3 separate regions of the Sus scrofa genome follow, and all the other regions are linked to region 1. A link is a contact called in public HiChIP or PLAC-seq data. All regions are on one chromosome and are shown on one strand. Each heading gives the region's core, a stretch centred on a gene start, on an enhancer-like site or on the middle of the called end of the contact. The rest is flanking DNA. Distances are from core to core; before and after follow the strand shown.

What was found. HiChIP or PLAC-seq counts read pairs in DNA pulled down with a chosen protein or histone mark.
Region 2: a contact with region 1 is called in an H3K27ac HiChIP or PLAC-seq map of alveolar macrophages. The contact joins two enhancer-like sites. A contact is called at or near these places in 1 of 47 Hi-C or Micro-C datasets (embryonic fibroblasts) and 1 of 2 datasets of contacts at active chromatin or transcription factors (alveolar macrophages).
Region 3: a contact with region 1 is called in an H3K27ac HiChIP or PLAC-seq map of alveolar macrophages, with 13 times the contacts expected there. The contact joins the promoter of DAB2 here to the enhancer-like site in region 1. A contact is called at or near these places in 1 of 5 promoter capture datasets (liver), 15 of 47 Hi-C or Micro-C datasets (alveolar macrophages, blood, embryonic fibroblasts and 10 more) and 2 of 2 datasets of contacts at active chromatin or transcription factors (alveolar macrophages and skeletal muscle).

What each region holds. Positions count from the first base shown.
Region 1 is chr16:24,641,318-24,643,976 of Sscrofa11.1, forward strand. The region is part of intron 2 of DAB2 (disabled homolog 2); the gene reads right to left. Among named protein-coding and RNA genes, the nearest start is that of C9, 67 kb to the left of the region's middle. Within about 2 kb of position 1,349, at least 17 of the 83 cell types and tissues checked have an H3K27ac peak or open chromatin away from gene starts, as enhancers often do. A contact at or near this core is called in alveolar macrophages and omental adipose tissue, where this site is marked.
Region 2 is chr16:24,483,856-24,486,514 of Sscrofa11.1, forward strand. The region is part of intron 1 of FYB (FYN-binding protein); the gene reads right to left. Among named protein-coding and RNA genes, the nearest start is that of FYB, 23 kb to the right of the region's middle. Within about 2 kb of position 1,291, at least 4 of the 83 cell types and tissues checked have an H3K27ac peak or open chromatin away from gene starts, as enhancers often do. A contact at or near this core is called in alveolar macrophages, where this site is marked.
Region 3 is chr16:24,775,630-24,778,288 of Sscrofa11.1, forward strand. DAB2 (disabled homolog 2) reads right to left here and starts at 1,308. Exons shown (of 16, transcript XM_021076650.1): 1 at 957-1,308. The region is part of intron 2 of LOC102163534 (a long non-coding RNA gene); the gene reads left to right.

The DNA of each region.
Region 1 (2,659 bases), core at 99-2,598:
CTTATGGCAGTTCATCTGTTACATGAAGATCTAAGTCTGCATCATATTGCTAAGGAGAAGTAAGATAGCTTTTTACCCAGAGAAAATATTAAGCCATAAACCCCTCACTCCAATCCCTTCCAGGCTGGAGAACGTTTCAAACCCAGCTTTTCCAGTCTTCTTACTTCCTAATCTACCTGCTCCTTTTTCTCCATCGTTACCTAAAAATCTAAGTGACAGCGCTCATGCATTCTGCCTCCTGGTAACGTCCCTGCAGGTGACACTCACTCAGCACCACCCCATTCCACCCCCCAGTTCACTCAAAATTTTACAGTAGTTAAAGGTCACTTGCCGCTAGCTAGCTTAGGGGCTAAGTTATAAGTTATGGCAGCAGAGAAACATTGCCAGGCTGCTTCTATATTGAGACAATAGCTTTTATGTTCCTGAAGCTTCATAAGCCCTACTGTTTCTCTATTGCAACAATGTAGGAATTAGCAAGAATTTGAACATTTGGAGTAAAATTTTGGATTAGAATAAGTTGGGAAGAAGAGGAAAAGGATAAGCTGGGTAGAGAGGAGATTCTACCTCACTTAATGAAAAAGTAACTTCCATTTTCAGACCAGGAAGCAATTTGTTCAGATTTTGCTTACCCTGGAGTCTCAGGCTTCCTTCCAAGGTAGGAGAAAGAGTCAGGAAGGGGAGTAACCATGGCAACCTGCCCAGCTATGAGGGCAAGGACAGTATGGGGCTCTACTGACTCAGACTTTTTATTTCTAGCCGAGGCCCTCAGTTTAGTCCGGGTGGTCCCTCCTTTCCCACTTCCTTCTGCTATGATGCTGACTTCAGGGGGAAGGATTGCTCCCTTTCTGTAGAGAGTCTGGGGGCGGGGGAGGGAGGTGGGAAAGACTTAAATGAGACCAGAGGAGGTCAGCTTGACCAAACTAAACTGCAGGCGCCAGGCAGAGAACAGAGAGTAACTCTCAGTCCGTTTCGCATAAGCCCAGCAAACTCCCTGGCTTTGTTAATATTAGGTGCTTAAGTGATTAACATTTTTCAGGTAGGCGGGTGGGGTCCAACTTTGACAAAGAAATTCCCTATTCCACTGTCAGTTTTCACCCAGGTACATAATTCAGTGGTTCAGTGGTTCAGGGAGCAAAATGAAAACAAAACATAAAATAAAGCATTCTAAGCACATTAGATTACCAGTCTTCCCAATAAGCCTTGGGGGTAGGTATTATTATTCTTTCCAGATAAGAAAGCTTAAGTACAGAGAGATGATGCAATCTGCTCATGGTCACATGAGCACCAGTGCTGTCTGTGGGATTTGAACTGAGGCAATGGGCTCCAGAACCCACACTCTCAACCACCACTCCCACCACTCAGCTGTGCTAGGTGGGAAGGGGAAGCCAGCCTGTGTGCTTGCCCCTTATGTCCATACTTAGCGTCATTTGTTCCCCTCACCAGAAATTAGCATGTCCTCTGTAGAAGGGGACTAGATGGCCTCCTTTCCTTCTGAGTCACAGGACTAATCCAGGCAGGATACATTACCATGAGTTAGGTTTCCCTTAAGCCGACAGATCTGACACTACAGCTATTTCAACTAAATGTGACTCCTGCCTACCTCTGTGCAGTTCAGTGGCACAGCTTCGACTTTAGAATTACACAGCAGTGCTCAAGAATTTTCAAATACCACATCCTGTTACACAGGTGTTTCATACTGCCAGTCGAGTTCTCATTCTGGTTCTGCCTGGAGGGTAGAACACCTTATGCGTTTGGTCAAATATCAAAACCTCCCCAACCAGTCCACTTTCAAGCCTTCCACTGGCCATTAGGGCAACTTAACACCCTGGAGAGCTCTGTCTTTGGCACCCTTCTCAAATCTTTCAGCATCTTATTTTTGTCTCCAAGAAAAGCATTAATTAAATCCTCAAGTCAGGAGAGACTGAGGAAGGGAAACACATGAAACCTTCAAAGCTATTCTGGTAAAAAATATTGGTGGTAGCAAGGACAGGCTTACAGACATATGAGGGGAGAAGGAGAAATGAAGCAGTGCATACTGGCTGTACCACTAACAGCCTGTGTCTTCGCAAAGCCTCCTGCTGACCAAAGCTTCTGCCTTCCTGCTTTCTAAATCTTCAGGTAACTGCGGCCGAGGAGGCCCATAAATATCACCCCAACTGGCTGGTCAGTAGCTTCCAGGGATCCCTGGACCCCCTCAAGCCAACGAGCATCTTAAAAGCAATTCCCTTCAACCCAAACAAGATGGCTGAAATCCATTCAACCTCTTGGACAACACAAGTAAGCTAATGCACAGGAATTTAGGCTTTTAGTTGAATCCACAACTATAAAAAGTTTTGAGTGGAAATGCAGACTCTGGATTCTGCCCTTAACAAATGAGGCAAGGCTTTGAATAAGTGCCATGCTCCTGTCCCTCTCTCACATCGTCAGGAGAAGATCTGATGGGTCCAAGATCATCAGAATGGCAACGACCAGTGTGTCAAGGCTCAAAGTTGGAAGACGTTCCCTTCCCATCTGCCTGTTCTGGCCATACATTAAAATGGAGAAGGGTATAGCTTAAGAAGAACTGATTTCTTAGGCAGCCATTTGGATAAGAAGAGACAGGGCCGGGAGTGGGAAGGGAAGGGGAAGTGAAGTTATTCATCACCAACAGGAAAAAAAA
Region 2 (2,659 bases), core at 41-2,540, 160 kb before region 1:
CTGATTCCACCCCTAGCCTGGGAACCTCCATATGCCGTGGGTGTGGCCCTAAAAGACAAAAAAAAAAAAAAAATTCTATAACTACAACTAAGTATAACTATACATTTAGTTCCTTAGTTTCTCTAGCCACATTTTAAGAGCTCAGTAGCCACATGTGGCTAGTGGCTATCACATTGGACTGTGCAGGTGAAAAGTATCTCCATTACCGCAGAAATTTCTATCATTCAGTGCTGGGAAACTGCAAGCAGATAAGCGCTGCTAGAGGGTAAGTTTTAAAGGGTGTGTGGCAAAAGCTAAGACTGGAGGTAGAGGTTGCAGCCAGAGGATGGAGGTTTTGCATGTCATACCATGGAGTTCAGACTTTACCGACTAGTCTTGGCGTTAGCAAACTTTTCCTGTAAAGGGCCAGATTGTAAATATTTTTGGCTCTTGGGACCACATGGTATTTGCTGAAACTTTACAACTCGACTTTTGTAGGATGAGATCAACCACAGACAAGACATAAAGGAACGAGTGTGACTGTGTGCCAGTAACACTTGATTTGTAAAAACTAACAGCAGGCTGGACTTGGCCCACAGACCATAGTTTGCTGACCACTGCACTAGGCCACTAGGAATCCCCTGGACAATTTGAAGCCAGAAAGTTGCATAATCAGATGTGAGCTTTAGTAAGATCATTTCTGTAGCAGAGTCAGGATGAATTTAAGGAGTGTGAGATGCTAGACCCTCCAATAGTCTGGTCAAAGAGGATAAAGCCCTGAATTCTGAATGCAGCCCATTGAACATGGTTCTTGAGGAGGGAATATGTATGTGCTTTTAAGTTAGGTGGCAGGGCACTGATGGTAGTGAAGAAATAGAAAATGACATGGAAGTGTTCCCGTTGTGGCTCAATGGTTAATGAATCCGACAAGGAACCATGAGGTTGCAGGTTCAATCCCTGGCCTTGCTCAGTGGGTTAAGGATAAGGTGTTGCTGTGAGCTGTGGTGTAGGTCACAGACGTGGCTTGGATCCCACGTTGCTGTGGCTCTGGTGTAGGCTGGCAGCTGCAGCTCCGATTCGACCCCTAGCCTGGGAAACTCCATATGCCCGAGAGCGGCCCTAGAAAAGGCAAAAAGACAAAATCAATCAATCAATCAATCAATCAATCGATGTGGAAGTGCAAAGCTTGGGTGACTGGGTAGCTGATGGATGCACCATCCTGGCAGCACCAGATTGTATGATATAGGAAGAACAGATCTGGGGAAAGATGATGACTTCAGTTTGGATCATGTGGCATTTGAGATGCCACACATGTGAGTCATTAGCAGTGGGTAGTAGCTGAAGCCTTGAGAATGACAGAGAATATCTAGGAAGTACACGCAGAGTGAAAGGGAGGCAAATGATGGTGCCTAGAGTATTACCAAAATGGAAGATGTGGGTTCAAAGGGAATTGAGAAGGAATTGTTACAGAGATGGGGCAGGTGGAGGGGAGTGTGCGGAACCAGGGAAGGATGGGATTGCAGAAATCAAAGGAAGACTCAAGTGCTGTTGAGGAGATAAGAAGGTTCCATTATGTTTGGCAATTAGGAGTCATTTTTATTGTATTCTATTTGCTTTTTTTTTTTTTTTTTTTTTTTTTTTTTTTTAGGGTTGCACTGTGGGATAGGGAAGTTCCCGGGCTAGGGGCTGAATCAGAGCTGCAGCTGCTAGCCTACACCACAGCCACAGCAACTCAGGATCCAAGCTGCATCTGCAACCTACACCACAGCTCACAGCATTGCCAGATCCTTAACCCGCTGAGCTAGGCCACGGATCAAATCCACATCCTCACGGATACTAGTCAGGTTTGTAAACTGCTGAGCCACAGAGGAAACTCCAGGGGTCATTTTTAGAATGTTTTTCAGAATAGATTTCACGAAATGAAATAAAATATGTTACCATCAAATTGTCAAAAACACCTTTTTTTTTTTTTTTTTTTTTTTTTTTGTCTTTTTACCTTTTCTAGGGCTGCTCCCATGGCATATGGAGGTTCCAAGGCTAGGGGACTAATCAGAGCTGTAGCCACCGGCCTACACCACAGCCACAGCAACAGGGGATCTGAGCCACATCTGGAACCTTCACTACAGCTCACAGCAACGCCGGGTCCTCAACCCACTGATCAAGGCCAGGGATCGAACCTGCAAGCTCATGGTTAAAAATTTTTATTTTTTAGAGCCCCACCTGCAGGATATGGAAGTTCCCAGGCAGGGGTTGAATCAGAGCTGCAGCTGCTGGCCATGCCATGCAATGCGGGATCTGAGACACATCTGTAAGCTACACCACAGCTTGTGGGAATGCTGGATCTTTAACCCACTGAGTGAGGCCAGGGATCGAACCCATATCCTCATGAATACTAGTTGGGTTCTTAACCTGATGAGCCACAGTGAGAACTCAGGAAGCTCATTTTGAATTCTCATTTGAAGCTCATTATGATGATAGCTATGACTTTTCACATTCATGGTTTCCGTGTGTGTGTGCTTATGTGTATGTGTGTAGTGTTAGGATTGCTTAAAAGAAGGGAGACAATTAGGGTCCTTTGAATTGGCCCTCGTAAATGATATGTCCAGCAATCACTCTATTTGTGGGTAGAAGGGCAAGTGAGATCTTATCTGGTCTTGCATGAAGTGATTTCAGTGCAAAC
Region 3 (2,659 bases), core at 58-2,557, 130 kb after region 1:
CGTTTGTAAGTAGGACTTCAAAACAACCCAATAAGAAATGGAAGAAAGGCTGTTTCTAAAGATAAGTAGTGAGTCTGGCCTCCCTACCTTTCTCTCTCTCAGTTTTTAAATGGGCTCAAGCAATTTGAAAACCAAAATTACTGGACAGAAATAATTACTGGGCAGAACTGAGATGCCTTATGTGGTGAGGGTAGGTAAATTTTTGTGAGGTTGTAACAATGGCTCTTTTTTATGCCCTGGAAGTCCAACATTAAACATCCACTTCCATCAGGGACTTTGGAATTGCAATATATCGAATGAGCTATGCTTTATTACATGCTGATGGAAGTAATCACGGCATAGTCACGCATTGCAGATGCTAGCAACTTCTTCCCTTTTGATGTAAAATATAACATGAAGTCTTTGCATTAAAGTCAGAGGTATAAAATCTGCTAGCATCTGTAAATATTTTATTCTTTAGGTACTCCCCGGTGCTGAAAATAAAATGTAGAGAACGTTGCCTGAATTTCTGAAATAACCTCCGACCAAGAAGAAACCACCCAGTTTCTTTATCATAACAGCTCCCCCTGCTGCTTCAAAGTGAGGCTTCGTGCCTATTTGCCGTTTTCCCTTCAGTCTTTGAGGGGCTCTGGAAGCATGGCTGGAAAACATTATCCTCAACTGAACCGTAGCCAGGAAAGTCTCAGGAGGGAATTCTTTCCTGACATAAAATTAAACCTGGCTTCAGCATATCTTCGGGGGGAAAAAGAAGGAAAACTTACTGTTGATGTTTCTTGGCTGGGCTTTCTTTCTGTTCTTAAAGCAACATTATTTTAGAAATCTGTAACAAAACCTGTCATCTGCCAAGTCAGCCCAAGCATCCCAGCCTCTCTCAGCTCAGCTCAGCTTTCTCGATCTTGCCTCCCTCCATGCAAACTGGGCGAAATTTATTCAAAAACAGATGCCTTTTAACTCACCTGTGGTAGAAGCAGTGACTGTCTCTTCCTTCCGTGGAAGGGAATCTGATGCCAAAAGTCCCACAGAGTCCAAGGCAGAGTGGCACCGATGTGGTGGTAGAGCTGCCAAGCCACAGAGTAACCAGGCCTCCAGGTGACTTGTCTTTTAGCCTTGCTGGATTGATAATTGTTGCACGACTTCAGCAGTGGCTCAGGAGCAACTGGCTGCAGGCAATATATTTTCAGGTCCAACTGGATGCACGGCTTATTTAGAGCAGAAAATCTGGGTGCTGTGGCCGTAGGAGGCCTCTGCCTCTCTGTGCCTGTGGAAGATGGTGTGATGAAGATTACTGTGTGACCTGATGCCACTGGAAGGAAGGTGCTGGGTTATTTATTCACCCAAGAGGCAGATGTTAGAATCACTGAGTTAAAAAAAAAAAAAATTGCCTCAATCCAGGGCGCTGATGCTCTGGTGGGTGAAAGACATCTTGCATCTCAAGCTGAGGCCAGATATACTGTTATCTACCAACCCAGTGCTGGTCCAGAGTCACCTTTTTCTCTGCCTTTCTATTCCCATCAAAAACAATGACTTAGAAAGTTTGTCAGTGGGTATGAGAGTATTACAGCAAGGGAACTGACACCATCAGAAGTTTTGTAGCACGCAGCATGATCATTATAGGTTCTGGAATGTTCAGGCACTGGTCTCTGGCTCTGAATGTGCTACTCTCATTAAAATGTATTTCTAGGATAAGAGAATGGTGTTTGGTATCATCTGTGCAGACCAGGAAACAGCATAGGACACACTTCACATACTCTGTTAGGAAGTGGCTGAGATGGGGGCTAACACACTGAGAACTTGCCTGCATGGCTTGGGTTTAAGACCTACTCCTAATTGTTTTCCTTGCTTAAGAACATCTCCCTCAACTGGCTTATGTAAGAGACTGCTTTTTGGATACGAAGGTATTCTCCATCTGAGACATTCATTTATCATTGTTATTATTATTTTGGCCACGTCCTATGGCATGCAGAAGTTCCTGGGCCAGGGATCAAAACCACACCATAGCAGTGTCTTAAGTTATAGCAGTGATAATGCCAGATCCTTAACCTGAAAGGCCACCAGGGAACTCCCTGAGACATTCATTCAAAATCTAAATATTTCAAGATAGTAAAGTAACATTATAGTGAACAGTGTTTTTAGCGGGAACAGTTAGCCAGTTAACTAACCACGCCCTGATGATGGGGATGACATTGGTGATTGGGAAGTGCTTCTTTGAAGAAGGTAGGTTGAGGCAGAAGGCTCAAGCCAGAGGCAGTGGGTGTTGAAGGGAGGGTTTTGGGGAGACAATAGGTGGGGAGACCTGGGCCTCTCTGGGACAAAATGAGAGCACTGTGAGCTAGCATTTGGCCAACAAGGATGGAAATCGTGAGGTCCATGAGGAGATAGGTTCAAGGAAGAGAGTAGAGTCGGAATATAAAATCACCTTCTCTCTCATAGTTTTCTGAGCCTAACCTGAGAACTGGTCCTGTTTTCCTCAATATCCAGATACTTACATAAAGTGATTTCATTGTTCCTCACCCTAATAGGTGATTTTCCCCTCCACTTGCTTGTGTAGGTCTCAGAATAAAGACTGGAGAGTTGGGTCCCAAAAGAGAGGGCCAGTTGTCACGACTTTAGCCTGCCTGTCATTGTCTCCTGCCTGGACCTATGCAGTTTTATTCTTTTC